Regions from separate parts of the Mus musculus genome. Here region 1 is linked to region 2. Evidence: chromatin contacts called from public Hi-C data. All regions are on one chromosome and are shown on one strand. Each heading gives the region's core, a stretch centred on a gene start, on an enhancer-like site or on the middle of the called end of the contact. The rest is flanking DNA. Distances are from core to core; before and after follow the strand shown.

Evidence for each region. A called contact is a pair of places that touch in the nucleus more often than the background predicts.
Region 1: a contact with region 2 is called in a Hi-C map of T follicular helper cells, with 2.3 times the contacts expected there. The contact joins the promoter of Cic here to the enhancer-like site in region 2. A contact is called at or near these places in 11 of 39 promoter capture datasets (the C10 cell line, the HPC-7 cell line, cranial neural crest and 8 more), 2 of 15 datasets of contacts at CTCF or cohesin (CD8 T cells and large pre-B cells), 33 of 484 Hi-C or Micro-C datasets (B cells, the Ba/F3 cell line, the C2C12 cell line and 25 more), 24 of 115 datasets of contacts at active chromatin or transcription factors (the 230-238 cell line, CD8 T cells, the HPC-7 cell line and 14 more) and 4 of 9 other capture datasets (adipose tissue, embryonic stem cells, liver and 1 more).

What each region holds. Positions count from the first base shown.
Region 1 is chr7:25,265,870-25,269,101 of GRCm38.p6, forward strand. It overlaps Cic (capicua transcriptional repressor), which reads left to right and starts at 1,830. Exons shown (of 21, transcript NM_001302811.1): 1 at 1,830-1,887. Gm45974 (a long non-coding RNA gene) reads right to left here. Exons shown (of 3, transcript XR_001778066.2): 3 at 2,464-2,528.
Region 2 is chr7:25,203,957-25,207,169 of GRCm38.p6, forward strand. All of the region lies in intron 4 of Dedd2 (death effector domain-containing DNA binding protein 2), which reads right to left. Among named protein-coding and RNA genes, the nearest start is that of Mir7048, 12 kb to the right of the region's middle. Within about 2 kb of position 1,580, at least 92 of the 459 cell types and tissues checked have an H3K27ac peak or open chromatin away from gene starts, as enhancers often do. A contact at or near this core is called in B cells, the Ba/F3 cell line, CD8 T cells and 15 more, where this site is marked.

The DNA.
Region 1 (3,232 bases), core at 580-3,079, 62 kb after region 2:
GTGCCACCGCTGCCTGGAAATTGACCATTATCTAGGAAGATAACGAGGAACCAGAAGTAGATACTTAGAACCTAAAGTGACCTAAAGAGGAACCAGAGTAGATACTTAGAACTATAGATAGCTGAGTTACACCCAAACGCAAGTATTTACAATGGCCTAGGGGGAAGGTGGACTATACAATAGACTAGAGTAGGAACTATGGCAAGGGCACAAGCCCCTGGCTTCTAAGATTAAGTGGACCTTAGGTGGAGCTGTTTCTGATCCCAGTTGTTAACAGAATTTTATCTCAGTTGGTTCCTGCCAGTTCTTCCGTGTTTGCATTCCTCTGTTTTGTGTAAGAATCCAGTAACCTCTTTGTACCTTGCTGGTGTCACCCATCTTCCCTATTTTCTTCTGTATAAAAAGTTTGATGCTCAATTTGACAAATTACATTCAGATCCACACTCCCTTGTGTTGAGTCTGTCCATCCATTCCCGCTGACTCCTTGCCCACCTGAGACTAGAGACCCGTTCCATGCAGACAAGGGATCAATAGGGTCTGCGGCACGGTGGGAACTTCCTGTAGATATCGAGAAGTTGCCTCACTGTAAGTGCCATAGATAATGGGTGCTTTTTGCATGTCCTATGTGAAGCAGCCATATATCCCAGAACATTCTCTTACAGAGCATAGTGCAAGCATAAGGAAAGCAGAATAACTAAAAGCAGCTCAATGAGAAAGGGGTTTATCTCAACTTATATTTCATCAAGCCCATCTGAAGGGGCGTCAGGGCAGGAACTCTGGGCAAGAATTCAATGGGGAAGCCATGCAAGAACCCTTCATAATGGCTTGCTCTCCATGGTTTGTTTCGCCTGCTTCCCAGGACCACTTTCTCAGGGGTTGCACCCACCCACAATGGGTTGGACCCTCCTACACCAACCACTAATTAAGATAGTACTGCACTGACTTGCCTACAGGGCAATCTTTTGGAGACAATTGGGGTTCACTCTATGTCAGGATTTGGTACTTGTGTCAACTTAAAAACTAACCAGCACCAACAGTAAGATGTGCTACAATAGACCAGATGTGTGTGTGTGTGTGTGTTTCACTATTACAGTCTTGAGTATCCATCATATGCAAGAGAAACCTTCATTAGAGGAGGAGTACACCATTCTCCATTATCCTTTGATCCAAGGGAAACCTGATGGGAAGACTGAAGCTAGGGATAGTCACACCTGGTGTAAACTCGGCACCGGGGCAACAGCTGTCTATGCCTCAGAGGGTATGTGGCACATGCTCTTCTCCTCACCTCCGGTGTGACACCCACCCCAAGATTTTTACACATCTTTCCTCAGGTGTGAAAAGCCATAGGGCTATTCGCCTTCGGAATGAAGTGTGAAACCCCAGGAAGTGACGCAAAAGAAAAGTTTGGAGATTGGAGGGTGCGATCAGAAAAGTGCGCCGTCCTAAAATCAAAAAGTCTTGGAGTTGACATCACGGCCACAGGCCACGCGGGTTGCCAGTACTGCAGAGCGCGCTACCCTACAACCGCAGGTCCTCTCTCCTTCTGGTGGCAACAGGGCTTTCCGCGGGGCCGCGCCAGACTTTTTGAGACTGTTGATTGGCCGTAGTCCGGCCACCCGACAGCCAATCATGCAGAGGAAAGGTGACATCACTAGTTCTCCTCCCATCCCCCTACCCCAAACTTCTCTACTCTGGTTTACCAGCACCAACAACCACGTGGGGGAGGGGTAAGAGAGTAGAACCGGTGAGGTCATTGCACCGCCCCTGCCGTTGCTGATTGGCTGCGGGGCTCGCGGGTGTCGGTTGGCTGCTCTTTGCACCTCCCCCTCGTGCCGCTACAGCCGCCTCAGCGAGGAGCCACTGGCGACGCCAGAGCCAGCAATCCGGGTGAGTCGGGGCCCTGGGTCTAAGATGTTCCCAGTGTCCAGCGAGACTCAGGAGGAGCTGCCCTTTCCGACTTTTTCTCTTCGCCCGGGTTCTTTGGAGCTCCATGCACTCTGTCACATGGGAGTTGTAGTCTGACTTATGCTTCTGACTACGGGCCGGATACAGAAGAAGACTACTATTCCCAGCAGGCATTGCGTTCAGCTGGTCAACAAACCCTCGGGCCACGCCTCTCGAGCTTGTTTATTGGAGGGCATATCCTTTAGTCCCGCCTCCCTTCATTTTATTGGTTACTGTCCCTCGCAGGGGGTGGTTTCTTGCTTAAGATGGATGGTGATTGGGTACTGTAATTGTCATTCGGCATATAAATAGTCTGTTAATTGGTTAAAGGAGGTGTCCATTACTTGTTGTAAGGTAGAGTTCTAGGCAGATCAGGCAGTCGTAGGCTTAGGTTGGTGTCGGTCCCGGAGGGAGGCCGGTCTTGGAATTTGACCCCGCCCCTTGGCGCTGCCGGAAGAGCGCAATTGGTGGTAGCAAGTGTCGCTTGCGGATGATAGGCGGAGCCGACTAGACAGCGAATATCTATTGGTCTAGGTTGGCGCCGGTCACCGGGGTTGTGGCCGTTTATTGGCTGGTTGCTCCAGCTGTTGCAGGTCCATTCACCATTTTGTGTGTTGGAGTAAAAAAAAAAGGGAGAATCGAGAGGGAGAGCCGGAGGGGGGGCGGGGAGGGACCGGACCGGACTGAGCCGGGGCCACGGCCCCCCGCCCCGAAACCCCGCGGAGCCCGAGGTGAAGGGCGGGGCTAGGGCTGACACTGCGTGGGGGTGGAGGGGAGCTGGAGGCCGAGAGGGGACAGGTGGCAGGGACGGGAAAGGGGTACAGGGCAAAAGAGGTGGGCGGAATGGTGTGGGAAGGGGTGACAGAGTGGAAGAAGTGGTAGGAAGTGGGGAGTGACAGAAAAGGAGCAACTAGGGGAGAGTACTGATAACAGGAATGGAGGGGTAACAGGATTAGATCAGGGTGACAGGGAGAGGAAGGGGACCGAGTTGGAGGGGGTGATAAAGAGAGGCGATGGGCAGAGGTGTCAGATTTGGAGGTCTAGAGATGGCCGACAGAAGAGTGAATAGGAGGAATAGGTGATATAAATAAATGGGGGTGACCAGCGGGGGGGGGTAACAGGAGGGGGCCTAGTATCTGAGAAAATAAGGTAGAGGTGGTGACAAGATGGGAGAGAGTGGCAAGCGAAGATGGTGTCAGGAGGGTGGATGGAAATAGAGAGGATGAGACCCTAAAGGGCATGGGGTGGCCTCAGCTTCAGGAGTTTCACGTTCTGAAAGGGAGGTGAG
Region 2 (3,213 bases), core at 330-2,829:
CAGGAACCACGCTTCCCCTCCCCCTGCCCCACCCCCTTCCCACAGCCACACCGGGGGGAAGACTACCCCTCTCTGCTACTTCTGATTTACAGCATCCTCTCCAATCTCAACTCCCTGAATCACAAGGCAGCCTCCTCCATCCCGTTCAACACCACCTCTGAGCCTCTGTCCGCTGAGGCTATTCTCTCTCCAGTTCCTACAACCCTTTTTCTGATGCCCAGTTCCCGGTGAGGCCCACCCAGACCAGACCTACTCTAGATCCACCGCCACCCTCGCTCTCTGGCAGCTTCTCCAGCTCCCCAGACCCAGCTTGGTTTTCCCCAAGGCACATGTTGTCTTCTAACCTACTCCAGCAGCAGCATCCCGAGTTCCCCAGGTAGCAACACCCTGAAGGACTTGGTGTGTGGCTCAGGCACACACCCTGGGCATACAGAGCTCAGTATTTGTGTCTGTGAATGAACCAATGCATAAGCCAAGGGACCTGGCTTTCGGCAGCCAGCCTCATACCCACCTCTCACACAGAGAGAATCTCAGATCAAACACAGCCCATCCTCCTACAAGCTTCAGGGAGCAAGGGGCCTCAGCAAAGCCCAGGAGACCCAGCTCTGCTGAGGGTACAGTATTCTTAGATGACAGGGTTAGCCCAGGGCTGCTAAGGGCTACCAGGACACCCAGGGAGGAGAATGAAGCCCACACGGAGCCAACAGCAGAGGGAAAGAGATCCCTGAGTCCATCATGTAGCAGGAAGAACCATCAGGACCAGCAGATACCACCACTGGACCGGCAGGCACCGCCATTGTTCCCCACTCTCCCTTAAACACTTTAAGGTTAGTTCCTGTCATTTAGCCTAAACCTGCACTTGCCCAAAGGAGGTAACACCTCTGCGAAGGGGACAAAGACAGTTCTCTAAGAGTCGCTGCAAGCATGGGTTTGGGCTTATTACCTCTCTACTGGGACACGGTCGTGTCAGGTTCAGCTATGCTTAGGGACCACAGCAACCAATAGTTCTATAGCATCAACAATTGCCAAACATCACGACCTCCAAGTGTGTGAGTCAGAGCTCAAGCCACACACAGGCCTGTGAGGCAGGCCCCTATACACTCCATTTACAGATCTGAAGTGGAGTCCAAGGTCACACAGCCTGGCAGGGACTCCTGGATCCAGACAGCAGTACCCCTGGGCAAATCAGAGCCTATGTAAACACCGGTCCTCACCTAGACCAGGGCACAGTCCCTGCCTGAAGGGCTGTTAATGAGAATATAACAAAGACAAGAAGGGACAGAAAGCACAGAGCCAGTGAGGAGGCTGCAACTCAGTGTCTATTCCTGAAACCACAGTGGCCGACAGCTGTGACTGACCCTGGACATGCCCCAACCCGGAAGTCAAGGGCCACCTTCAACCCAAAAGGAAATCGAAGCCCTGGGAAGAAGGTTCTACCGCAGTGGGAGCCGTCACCTTTCACAGCCGTTCAACAGAGAGCAAAGAGTAAAAGGCAGGAAGGCAGGTCCCCAGCACCACAGATGACCTTTTACCACACTCACTTCCTCCTCCCCCCGCCCCAAAGCCTTCCTCTTTCTACCTTGAGGGGAACCGCATCCTGTCCCCTGGAGGCCCAGAGAACTCAGCCTGGAGGGGTCGGCCTCAGCTCCCACGGCTGCTTGTGGACCCAGCTACCCTCATCCTCAAGGCCAGATAAGCCCTCTGGGCCCCCATCCTTGCCTCCCAAAAGCCTCTGACCACACTTCCCAACTGAGGGTGGGGACCATGGGAGTGGGGGAGTCAGAAGCTGCCCAAGGCCACACAGGGCTGGGCAGAGGCAGAGCCAGAGGCAGCTGGTGGGGTCCCACACACCTGAAAGTGAGTCCCAGCTCTGCCACGCTCTAGCTGTGGGCCTTGGGCATGTGACCTCACCTCTCTGAGCCTGTTTCCCCATCTGAAAAACACAAACAAACAAGAGGTCCCTGCTGCACGGTAGTCACGAGGATTAAATGGAGCAACTGGTACAGTGCCGGGCTCAGGGGCTCACAGCACACGAAGGTCACAGAATCAGGAACTGTGATTTCGAAACCCACCTCTCTCCCCACGTGACCCTACCTAGGCCCTCCGCCTCTCCACTGGGTCCAGTCAATCTCCTCCTTTACCAACTCGACCACCCCTGCCCCTCCTTTCCACACTCTGCTTTCCCCTTACACCCTCACAGAATGATCCGGCCACCTCCTGTGCCTTGAACACGCCAACTCGCCCAGGAAAGCACTGCATAAGGCACCACGCCCAGCCCAGCCAGGCCCTTCCCTGATCCTCTCCCATAGTGCAGGTTACTCAACAAACATGGAAACCAGCCATCTACTGCTCAGAGTGCTCGTCCCCGGGAAGGTGGAACAGAGACGCTGGACAGTCTCTCACCAGGTGTTTACAGAGTATCAGGCATCCAAGGATGAAGAAGGGCATGCCATGGGTGGGGCAGAGACAAGCTGCCCACTGTTAGCCCTCCCCTCCCAGGCCAGGCCCACCCCTGGGGGCTTTTCCTGTCTTACCCCATCTAATCCTAAGGGTCCCGTCATTACTGCCATTACAAATGAGGAAACACTCTACCTACCAGAGCACAGTCCACCTCCGACCTGGAAATAGATCACAGGAAAGGGAGGGACAAGACGCTCCAACAATGAGCCCCACCCACCGCAGTGCCACCCTGGCCCTGAATCACCTGCTCACCACACAGCCTCTCCTCAACCCTGAGCCAGCATGAACAAGTGACACTTGCGTGGACTCTCTTCTGGCTGCCCCAGACACATGCACCTGGCCCTCTGAGCCCTTTGATCATGTCCACGGCTTTACGAGGCGATGCTGAGCCTCCCTTCTGTGGATGAGGAAACTGGGGCCCAGAGGTTGAATCATCAAGCTGGACCATTCCAGAATTCTATCCAAGGTGACCAGCTCTGTTCTGAGCCCAAGCTACTAACCGCCCAACCCTGTCGGCTGCCTCTCACACAAGCATATATAAACATGAAATTACAGGGCATTCTAAGGCCAGGCGGGAAGACGATAGGCAGGGACCTTAGAGTTCCGTTCTAGAAAATGGCACTTGAAGTGAAGTGTGAGGTAGACACTGGATTAGCCAGGAAGACCAGAGACATGGGAAGGGTGGTGTGTCTGCCAGAGAGAAAAGAGCTTAGGGCCATCACCAGCTGTGGGGAAGGTCACTGACAGCAGGGT